2 separate regions of the Danio rerio genome follow, and region 2 is linked to region 1. The links are chromatin contacts, called in public Hi-C maps. All regions are on one chromosome and are shown on one strand. The core of a region is the stretch at or near the end of the contact, and the rest is flanking DNA. Distances in the headings are between cores, read along the strand shown. Region 1 holds the start of pgam1a (phosphoglycerate mutase 1a). Region 2 holds the start of ppm1aa (protein phosphatase, Mg2+/Mn2+ dependent, 1Aa).

What was found. Hi-C and Micro-C count contacts between places; a contact is called where the count stands out from the background.
Region 2: a contact with region 1 is called in a Hi-C map of hematopoietic stem cells, with 3 times the contacts expected there. The contact joins the promoter of ppm1aa here to the promoter of pgam1a in region 1. A contact is called at or near these places in 2 of 18 Hi-C or Micro-C datasets (caudal fin and hematopoietic stem cells).

Annotation. Positions count from the first base shown.
Region 1 is chr13:34,803,118-34,809,223 of GRCz12tu, forward strand. pgam1a (phosphoglycerate mutase 1a) reads right to left here and starts at 1,719. Exons shown (of 4, transcript NM_198804.1): 1 at 1,520-1,719; 2 at 700-974. The coding sequence starts at 1,658.
Region 2 is chr13:34,949,014-34,954,609 of GRCz12tu, forward strand. It overlaps ppm1aa (protein phosphatase, Mg2+/Mn2+ dependent, 1Aa), which reads left to right and starts at 4,149. Exons shown (of 6, transcript NM_131429.1): 1 at 4,149-4,464. dhrs7 (dehydrogenase/reductase (SDR family) member 7) reads right to left here and starts at 2,632. Exons shown (of 7, transcript NM_001045346.1): 1 at 2,458-2,632. The coding sequence starts at 2,587.

The DNA of each region.
Region 1 (6,106 bases), core at 469-2,968:
AATCAGAAAGCAAAAAAATAAATAAAACACACCCTCAATTTCAGAGATGCCAAAACTAAGGCCTGCACTTGGCCCATGGTAACCTTTGAATTTGCCATCCCATCTGAGAATGGTTTAGAGATTGTGATTTCAAATTTGATGTAACTTTTTATTTGTTTGTTTTATTGTTCAGCCACAAAAAAAGCAATCTGAAATTGAACGTTCCAATTTAAATGGTGTAAATGAGTCAGATTTAGTTTACAGTGTACATATGATGCATAGAGGACAATGCAAAGACTTTGGTGAGCGAATCATGTTAAAGGCAGATTCTGCTTGACTATTGTATTTAGCATTAAACTCCTCTGTCTTTAAGATGTGATTATTTTTGTCTTTATTTTAATAATTTTAAAAGTGATACTGCGTTAGTTAATACAATTCAAATGAATGTTTTCTATTTATTTTTTAATGATGAGATGAATTAGGAAATTTCCTATGATAGCAACTTTTTGTAAAATGGTTTGGTATATTTATCTTCGGCCCATGACTATCAATGATATTTGGTTTTTGGCTCTACCCTGCTCTATATAATAGAAGGTATCAGAAACCATTGGGGGTGATAAATCATGATGAAAAAAATATATAACAAATTAACATTTGAATGTATTGAATAGGTAATATAAAGAATTAAATGTTGAACACCATGAAGGCAAGAGACCTCACCTTGCTGATGATGCTGTAAAAGTCATGATCTTCATCCATACTGGGTGGTGGAATGTCATAGGAGCGCCTCCAAATTTTAACCTGGGCTTCACCATGCTTGGCTGCAGTTTCGGCCTTGTTTAACCCAGTGAGACCACCGTAATGGCGTTCATTCAGCCGCCAGGTCCTGTGCACAGGCAGCCACATCTGATCAATACTGTCCAGAACAATCCACAGTGTCCGGATGGCCCTCTTCAGCACAGAGGTGTAACAAATGTCAAACTCAAACCCTGCATCTGCAAAACACACATTTTTTACATTATAGACCCATTATGACATTTGAGGAAGAGCGGGGTGTTATATTTTATTAATATATAACACATTATATTTAATGTGTTTTCAATTTTTAGTACAATATTTGTATTAAATTTCATAACATTAGCTGAAAATTAGTTAGAAATTCATTTTATGGATCCTGATTGAGAAATTCAGCACGTGAATAAAATCACGTCCTGTACTGCACGTTCGCCCCACGTTAGCCCCGCCTCTAATCCGCCAGTAACGAACACACTCCATGATCATTGGTTCAGAGCGTACGCCCGTCACGCAGGAGGCGGACTTGTGCCGGTGATGCACAGACTTCCGATGAAAGTCCTTTTTATTTTCCGATTTGTTTTTACTTATTTAAAACGAAAATTCTTAATGAAAACATTAATAAGACAAAGCCGTCAAACTGACACAAAATAAGCATATTAAGCGTTTAAAACTACTCCACAACACTAGCACGGCAGATTTGCAACTCTTATTTACGATGTAAAAAAAAATATATATTATTACAGACCCTTTAAAGCTTGACCTCCTCTCTTCGCCTCCTGAGCCCCTGTCTCGCTCAGGTCCGCGTCAAACCAGCCACAGAATCGATTCTCTTGGTTCCAGCAGCTCTCGCCATGGCGAATGAGAACCAGCTTGTATGCAGCCATTTGGGAAATGAATACAGACAAATACTAACGGTAGTAGCTGAAGAAAGGACGGCGAGCGAACAGGTTGTTAGACTCTGTCAAGACTACTGTCAAAAAGACCCTCCTCTCATCCGAGAGTCTAATGAAGACGTTTCCGACCTCCCCATCTCTGCGCTCAGCCAATCAGCGCCCCGGGACGATGAGCAACCACGTGAAACTGCAAACACGAAATGGAAAAAACCGTGACCTTCCAGTTAAACCCCTGCCTATTTACAGTGAACTTCTTTCAGCATTTTCTTGGTTTAAATAAAAAAGAAGCAGAGTACAAAATATTTCATCACAGTGTCATCGACACCACCAGACATGAGCAGAATAAAAAAATGATTGAACTAAAACGACCCGGTGCGTGTCTGGACTTCCTTTCTGTCATTTCGTTGGATGTAGATCAGATACATCAGAGCCAATCAAAAGTGACTTATGTTGGTGTGGGCGGGGTTTAGAGCGGAAGCCGATTCGCGCATGAAGTGAGCATGTTTGTAGGATGCTTACTTAAGTTTATCGCAAGATACAAAATTCCTATAAATTTTTTGGAATTTGCTATATTAATGGGAAATTACACCTGCGAAATTACTAAATTAATGGGGATCAATATTTGCTGGTGTACATATGCTGTACAAAAGCAGTTTATGTAGCCTACATAAGCGCGTTCAATTTGTCTTAGACCTGAACAGACCTCAGTCGGCTTTATCTGTTTTTTCTGGATTTAAGCCTAATAATCAAAAAAGTTGATCTTTATTCGTAAAAGAAAACATGTCTATACCTTATGCTGTTTTTTACTGGAACAATATTTTTAATAGTCAAATAGTCATTACCTCAAAATTGTTTCATTACAAATAAGGCTGAGGAAATATTGTTTAAATTACTTAATTGAGATTATCCTTCAAAAATATTTATTCGAAAATTTAAAATAGATATTGAGTTAGAATTCTGTTTTTTGTGAAAGTTTTAATGAAACTATCATTTATTTTGGTCTTGCCAATATAAATAATTTTTGGATGAATGTTGAAGCATTTATTGCTCATAATATTTTAAAAACATTTTCCTTATCTTTTAAATAAGTGTTTTGGGGTTATCATTTTTAAGATCTCTCTTTAAAAGATGCTGGGTTTTATCATAAATATTGTTTTATTTTATTATTAAGTACATTTCCCATACACAAATGTAAGTTTGCAAAAAGCAAACCTCTCTTCATGGTGCAAGAAAAAGAGATTCAAATTGATATAAAAGTGATTTCTAAATCTAAAAGTAGAAAAGCAATTAAAACAGCTAATATATGGTCCTGGCAACGCAGTGGCGCAGTAGGTAGTGCTGTCGCCTCACAGCAAGAAGGTCACTGGGTCTCTGGTTCAAAATTAGTCTCAGTTGGCGTTTCTGTGTGGAGTTTGCATGTTCTCCCTGCGTTTGCGTGCGTTTCCTCCGGGTGCTCCAGTTTTCCCTACAGTCCAAAGACATGCGGTACAGGTGAATTGGGTAAGCTAAAATGTCCATATAGTGTATGGATGTGTGCGAATGAGTGTGTATGGGTTTCCTAGTGATGGGTTGCGGCTGGAAAGGCATCCGCTGCATAAAAACATGCTGGATAAGTTAGCAGTTCATTCCGCTCTGGCGACCGCAGATTAATAAAGGGACTAAGCCGACAAGAAAATGAATGAATATATGGTCCTCCCTTGACATTTTTGTACAATGTAAAACCCAAAAAGTTAAGGCAACTCAAATCATTTGGGGTAACCAATTGCAACAAACCATTTAAGCTCAAAAACTAATCATAATGAGTACTGTGAACTTAATTCATTTGAATAAAAGAAGCAATTTGAGCACAGTAAAACCAATAAATGAAGAGAACTTAAACCAACAGAGTACTGTAAAACACAATAAATGATGGCAACTCAAACCGTTTGAGGAAACCGATTGCTACAAACCATTTGAGTTTAAAAACTAATCTATATGAGTACTGTGAACTTACTCCATTTAAGTTAAAGTAATGAGGTATTTAATATTAACACTGAGTTCAAAACTCTTTTCAAATGAGAATTTTGAGTTGACTACGGATTTCAATTGATAAAGTTTTACAGTGTATAAAAATGTTTCTATATATAAGATTTTTAATGATGTATGTTTTTTTATGTACACTCCGGTATATGTATGTTTGTATATTACTGTTTATATCTGTATTTTTTGTTGTTGTTAATAATAAAAAAGCATGCTCACTTAAAATTTTTAGAATAACTATTAATTCATTGTATAGTGACTTTAAGACTCATTTTATTAAATGTTTTGAATAGTATTGAAATACAATGACAGCCAGGTCAAAGTCAAAATTCATAAAGAGCTAGGGCAGTACATGTATAAAAACACCTATAGGGGAAAGGTTACTGATCTAAAGATTAATTAATATTTATAAAGAACAAAGCTCTTAAGACTTGATGCTGAAAAAGATGTAATAGTTGTATGATTTTGAAAAGTCAGTTTTTGAAAAGATTCATAACCTAAAAGAAATGTCTAAAAACCGTTGACCATTTACATGGTTAATAATCAGGGACAAAATCAGTCTTGTCACAGCAGAGCCTGCAATACACTGAAGGAGGATCTTGCTTTGCATTCTTTAGTCTACATACTGGAGATTTTTGTTGCTCATCACTCGAACTCTGAGTACACACGTATGAGCAGCAGGGTTGAAAAATAATCTAAATCAGAGCTGATCATAATAAAAATGTTGTTGATTTAATAGTTGTAGTGTTTTAAAGTCAGTATAAAATGAGGGTTAAGATTGTCATTTATTCCCACATCTGGTTGAAATAGTCCTGAAATGAGAAAAAAAAAGTTGTGTGGTGCATGATTTCATCCTTTGATAACTGATTGTATCATTGGAAAATGGGCTTTGCCACTGATCCCTGCCCAAAAGGCATTCCATGTGACCAGAGGTGAAGAAAAGTTTTTTCAAGGGTTGTTTTATGGTGATTTTTATTTTATTTTTTGTAGAAAATAATAAAGATCACAGACAGATTGTTTAAAAGCACTACTACATGTATATAAAAATGAGAATCTTGAGTAAATTTTGATTTCATGCTGACTTTAAAGGTTTTCCTCTGTTTCATCTTTTATGGTCTTAAAGGGAGTTCTCCAAAAAAGAAAATTTACACATTATTTAGGCCAGGGGTTCTCAAACTTTTCAACCTGAGACCCCCAAAATAACAATGCCAATGACTGCCGACCCCCACTATTTTCGAGAGTGGTTATAATCATACAAATGTTGTACGCAACTGCTCACACAAACCAATGGGCCTATAAACACAAGCATATTGACAACACAAAAAGTGCAACAGTCTAACAACTATATATATATATATATATATATATATATATATATATATATATATATATATATATATATATATATATATATATTTATATATATATATATATATATATATATATATATATATATATATATATATATATATATATATATATATATATATATATATATAATTTAATATTAACCTTACCTAATGAGACAGGTGGGCACAATATTTAAGTTACATCACAAGTCTTTTCTTGGTTTAATTTTGGAGACTAATTCAGTTGTGTCTGTATTTATTTTAAATGTACATAAGTTGCATAAAGGTGTCAGAAAGTTTATCTAGTGCCGTAAAATCAATCTGCTGCAAGTGATGCTATTGCTCTGTCGTAAATCTTATGTAAAAACCCCTGGGGTTGCAATCCAATGGGGAAAAAATGAAAGGCTGATGGCTTTTTGTTTGGATGTTGCAGTTTTAAGTAATTGTTTTAATCTTCTGTAAGTTACAGATAAACAATGGTAATTTAAAACGTTTATTCAAATTTATTAGATTTTTGGAAATAACCAAGTGACCCCCTCTCATTGTCCCGCAACCCCCACTTTGAGAACCACTGATTTAGGCTACTCATAAACACCCTGAATTGCTAACTCTTGACTTTCATATAACAAATGCTGTGGACGTCATTGGTAACAGTTTTCAAGCTTCCTTTAAAATATCTTATTTGAAAGATGAAAAGAAAAATGAAAAGACGAAACAGATGAAAGTAAGATGTTTGTTAAGTTTGTTAAGAGGGGTGAGGAATGACGACAGATTTTTTCTGTTTTGGGTAAACAATCCCTATAATTCCACCTAATTTTATCAGCTGCTTCTCAATTAGTTTTATATAAAATAAATTGTAATTAAGAAACATCAAAACAACATTTGAGTTTTGCAAAATATTCTTTATATTTAATGTAACAATGTATGTTTTATTTATAATAATTTAATAGTATAGCCTGTAGTATGTGGTGCTTTCATGAGTGAAAGATTTGGCGGGAAAAATGGTCACACATACGTTCCGATTCTTAATATTCACATCAAACATTAAATGGTGTAAAAATACACTAATTA
Region 2 (5,596 bases), core at 2,899-5,398, 150 kb after region 1:
GGGGGTCCCAGACACATTTTTGTTGCTGTCTGCTTCTGCTATTTGCAGTGCATTTCTGTATTTGCATGTGCTGTGAGTATTTTCATGCACAGGTTTAGTCAGAGATTGATGAATTAATGTTTACTATTTGCATCTCCATAAAATCTAAAAAAAACATTCTTAATATATTCATGCATAACTGTCTATAAATACAATTAAGAAAAAGATGCAACTGAAATGAAGTGTTTTATCATTTCCCCGAGTCTAACAGTTTTCAATAAAATAACTGAATGATAAAAATAAAAACAGTTCAATAAAGTTAACTGTACTTAAAGTGATGGTCCACAGTGTATTTTAAAGCTTGGTTGTGTTCACAACATGCAAAGCAATGTGTGTTCATGCTTCACTTGTAGAAAATCACGTTATTTTTTCATATATCTTTCTTTGATTATATACTGCTATACAGTTTCTCCGAAAGGCCTGCCCTCAAGAGGCTCTGATTGTTTAGCTAATATAATGTGCTGTGATTGGCGGATTGGCTCCACGCAACTCCCCTACAAGCATGCTCTTTTGCGTTGTGTAAACAGTCAGTCAGAGCTGCATTAGCTGCCTGAATCAGACAGAAATGAAGAGCAAACAGCTCTTGCCTGCTCTCTAAAATTAAATCTGCCAAGTGTCTTTCACATATATTTGGATAAGTATGTGTAAGTAATATGAACAACATGAAATGTTCACATATTATTTGTGAATTTGTTATTTGAGATAGAATGCACGGAAAGTAGCTGCATAGAGAGACACTGTAGCGCTGCTGAAGATTATGCGTGTTTACAGTGGTTTGAGAGATAAATATAAATTTGTAGCTAAATTGTTAGCGGTGCCAAACAGCATTTCCTGTTGTTTACATCCTAGTTTACGTGACGGCTCACAGTTCACAGCCTCATCTGTTGAAGGAGTTTTAACTGAATCCAGCACTGAACTGGGAGAGATTCTGGAAGCTATCCTTTGTCAAATGCTAGCTATATATTTTATATTTTTCTGGAACATAATTAAAATTAAATTGTAAGAACTTCTCTCTTTGTGTTGTGTCCTTTGGAAGCCCAAATACAGAAACTGAAGAAGCTCTGTGAAAAGACCAGCGTGTGGATAGCATTTTAGCTTTCTCTGCTTTAACATTCAAGTGCCTCTGGTCACGCTTCTTCGCTGCACAAGGTATGTTCACGGGGTGAATGCACATAACTGGAAATCCTTGTGATCTCACGAGCCCAGATGTATTTTTTGTAGTCCTCAAATTCATTCCCTGTAGGCTTTGCTAAGCTAACTCTGTAAAGCTAATGTCTTCCTTAGCATTAAACTTTGAGAGTCTTACATTCAGAGATGTTGTTTATGTTCACACAGCTACATTACACATCAACTAAAGTTTAAAATATAATATCGTAGTGGACTACCCCTTAAGGTCACAAATGCTACAATTTCTTATACCTGAATGTTTTAAAATCATTAAACAATCAAAGGCATCAAAAACGCATGCAAATGATTAATTAATTATAATAAAAAATAAACATTGCATATCCTGTGATAAGACTATTGCAAATGATCACATTACGATATCGATGCTAAAATGATATATTGTACAGCCATTTAATAAATTATATAACATTATTATAACGTAATCGTTATCATATAATAATGATATAATGACATTGTGGGACAAAAACAAAAAAAAGACTTTAAAATACAAATAAAATTAAGTAATGTCTAATGACTAATAACTTTGTTGACAATAAAATGTCAAAATATGGCTTAAATCCATGGTCCTTCGGTGTAAAATATATTGTATATTTATGCAAAAGTGAACTTATTCTGTCCTGTATTTACCAAAACATAAGAGGATAAGATATAATTCTACATTTTATATCATACAATTTATATAAACAAATATTTACAATGTAACACCAAATTTCTTAAATAATAAATTGCTGCATTGTGATCAATTTTAATGTCAGTGGTTCTTGTTCTAACTTTGCCTAATCAGATTTGTTGTAGATTGCTCTATAAACTATTTTTACATTTTTAATTACATGTTTTGTAGGTGTAGGCTATTCATGCCAAAAACATGCATGATAATCCCACTATTGACATTTTTCTACATATAGTACGTAAATAACACACAAAACCACACACATACAAATATCTTTTAATTCAACTACTACATATCCATAAACTGTATTTTTTACACATTACAATAATGACCTCTATACATATACACTAGTTAGGGCACTGATAGTTCGTGTTAGAGAGTGCAAATTCCACATCTTGCAGAAATGCGTCAGCACTTGACTTTGTTGCATAATAAATAGCCCAGAGGTTAATAGATTTATACAGCAGCACATTTTTATACACTGTAAACTACAAACGTATTACAGTATAAAAAGAAATGTGCTCATACTACACAATTCTAGGTGAAATCTGCGGTTTTACCTGGTGTTTTGCCGAACCTGGCCGCCCATAACAAAGTCAGATCAGCGTCGGCGAAAATGAAGCGTATGAACTGCACTAGTAAATAAACTGCGGTCCCAGCAAGACCAACACACAGCCAGCATATATCCATCGAGACACTTCACTTGTTATGCCTTCACAGAGTGACGGAAGCACTGGTGAAACTTGCGCAACCGGAGCGCTGACAAATCCCTGCGCTACAACTTATGACATGCTTAACGGCTTCTTCCGAAACAACAACTACCCGGTAGCGTCTGTGTGTGATTCGAAGTCTTCCGGGTCACATCCCTGTTTCTGGTACTCACTGGAGCAGCTGAACATCGATTATTGCTCTGTTGGCTACATAGACATAAGAAATTATAATATTGTCTGTGGTTGGCTATCTATCAGACAGACAGACAGTTTATAGATAGATAGATAGATAGATAGATAGATAGATAGATAGATAGATAGATAGATAGATAGATAGATAGATAGATAGATAGATAGATAGATAGATAGATAGATAGATAGATAGATAGACAGACAGAGACAGATGGGTAGGTTTTATTCATGTTATGTTTTGTCTTTATTTTAATATATTTATGTTATCAAAAAAGAAAAATGTATTCTTTGTTGTTTTATTGCAGTAATGAAACATTTAAATTTTTTACAAATATTTTTACCCTCAAATAATCTATATAAACATATATGTTATAATTTAGATTTTTAATATATGTGACATATATAAAATTTGCCATTTTCCTATATTATATGTGCATATATAGGGAAACAGATAATTTTATATGTCACATATATTTAAAACCTATATTAAAACATATGTTTATATAGGTTATTTCTGTGTGAGCTCTCACTTATTTGCCATAGTTAAATTTCATAACATGACAATTACATGTGATATAAATTTCAAGTGTTCACACTTACATAATTATTATTATTTTTTTTGCATTTTTTGTTAGTTCTTAGTTAATGCCTTGAAAATATGAGCTAGGCATCATGTATGACAGTTGCCAAAGTGAAATATGAGCTATATAAGACATGTCTTTTATATGCAGGGCTTATATGTGGATATAAAGAAGCGATAGATGAGACCTATATGACCTGTGTATATATATGTACCTCAATTTTGCCTTTATGTGGCATATATATGCATGCATTGTATATATCATATATGTGCATATATACTGCATATAGGTTTCATATATGCACATATATCCTTATATAGGTTGTTCCATGTCGGTACTCACCTTACCTGTTACCTGTTGGAAACCACCAGTAGCCATTGACATCCACAGAAAAAAGAAAAATGATACATGATATAAGCAATGCAATAAACTATTAATTTAGGGCTCAAACCTTATCAAGAGCACATGAAATATATGTTCATCTTTTCACCTAACATATTATCATGCATTTATAACAGTGTTTCTGTTATTACCTGGCACTGAGAGCTTGTTTTCAGCCTCACACATGTTAGGGTTTTTCAAAAATGACCAGTGATAGACAAATAAAAAACGCAGGACAGATGATTTAGAGACAGTGGTGAAAGAATTATGTACATGAAGGAAGGTGCGAGACAGAATGATGTACAGATGGAGGGATGAGGTTGATGGAGGGATGATGATGATGATGTCATTCTTTTAAGTGCGCAGCCCTGCTGAATCCACATCCGGGTCCTGCGCTGTTGCTGGTGTGCAGAGATTCGGTCCCGACCATAGCGGACCAAAACAGCGGTCAAACCCGAACACTTTTCATTTTCCACCAACATTCAGGACGTAGAATAAATGGGAATGATGCATCCCTGGTTTAAACAGATATGGGTGATCCGCTGTTTCACTGACTGAATGCAGAGCAAAACAATCCGCCAGCCTGTCTCTCTCTCACCACCGCCGCGCTCGCTTTATATCTCTCTCTTTCTTTTCGTCCTTCTCTCTGATCTGTTTTTTTACCTCCTTCACCACCGAACTCTCCAGGACTGATTTTTAGGGGGTAAGTGTTTGTGCTCTTGTAATATACCTGTGTGTGAATGACAGAGCTAGCCTGTTAGCATGTTTGCTAAGGGAGTAGGCTGGCGTTGTGTGAGCTCAGCGGTCTGACCTGCCGTGTGTGGCCTGCGCATGGTGCGCTGAGGGCCGCAGGTTTGGCAACTCAAGCCCGCGGATTCACACGATCCTCCAATTAGCATTTAGCGTGCTATTTTGTCCTGGCTCAGATATTGAAAATTATTTTTGTTGGGCACATAGCCAATTATATGTGCTGATTACATGCGCTGACATATTTCATGTTGTTTAAATATTTCGGTCGAATCGATTGGTCCCAAACGTCAACGTTAGCGTGAAGCTAGCATGCTAACAGGCTCGCGACACCATGACGTAATGCGGAATACAGGCGCGTGAACGTGCAGCAGGTCTGCACGGGCAGAATTTCAGTTCACTGCTGTTCAACGCTAAGGGCAAAGAACATTGATTGATCATATCTCGCAGTAAACCATGAATTTACTTTAGTAGTAAACCTAATCTGAGTCTAGATCATATTTACAGTGTGTATCAGTCAAACGCGTACATAGTTCAAGGCTGGGGTTTTGTAAATGGCACTGGTTTTGTGTTTAGACTAAGTCGTAATTGATGTGAGCGGTGAACAATGGTCAGAATGCATCTGTACTTATCTATTTTTAGTATGCGAGTGTGTAGTGTGCTTAGCGGTGTGTTTGCTGACAGCCATACATGGCTGGAAAACCGCTTAATGTGTGTCCGCCTGCCTTTGTGATGGTGTGTGTGTGTTTACACTTGTTTCTTGTTCCTGGTGGCATGCCATGGTTTATTTCTAAAGTGGCCACTGGCATGACAAGACTTTTGTAGTTTCAGTCGTCATGAATTATAAATAGAGGGATTGTGCTGGGTGTGTTACCTTTCGTGTGTGTGTTTAAAGTAAAAAATATTTACAATTTACATTCAAATTTAATGTAACCAGTTGTTAAAATCAGGAAAAAACAAAAATGCCCTTTTTACATAGAAATCTCGGCTCTAACTCGGCTTTCTTGTGTAATGATAAACTTTTGTCTAGTGATGTATGTCTGATTTCTCTATCTATTTAGTTCAGAGGTTCTCAAACTTTTCAGCCC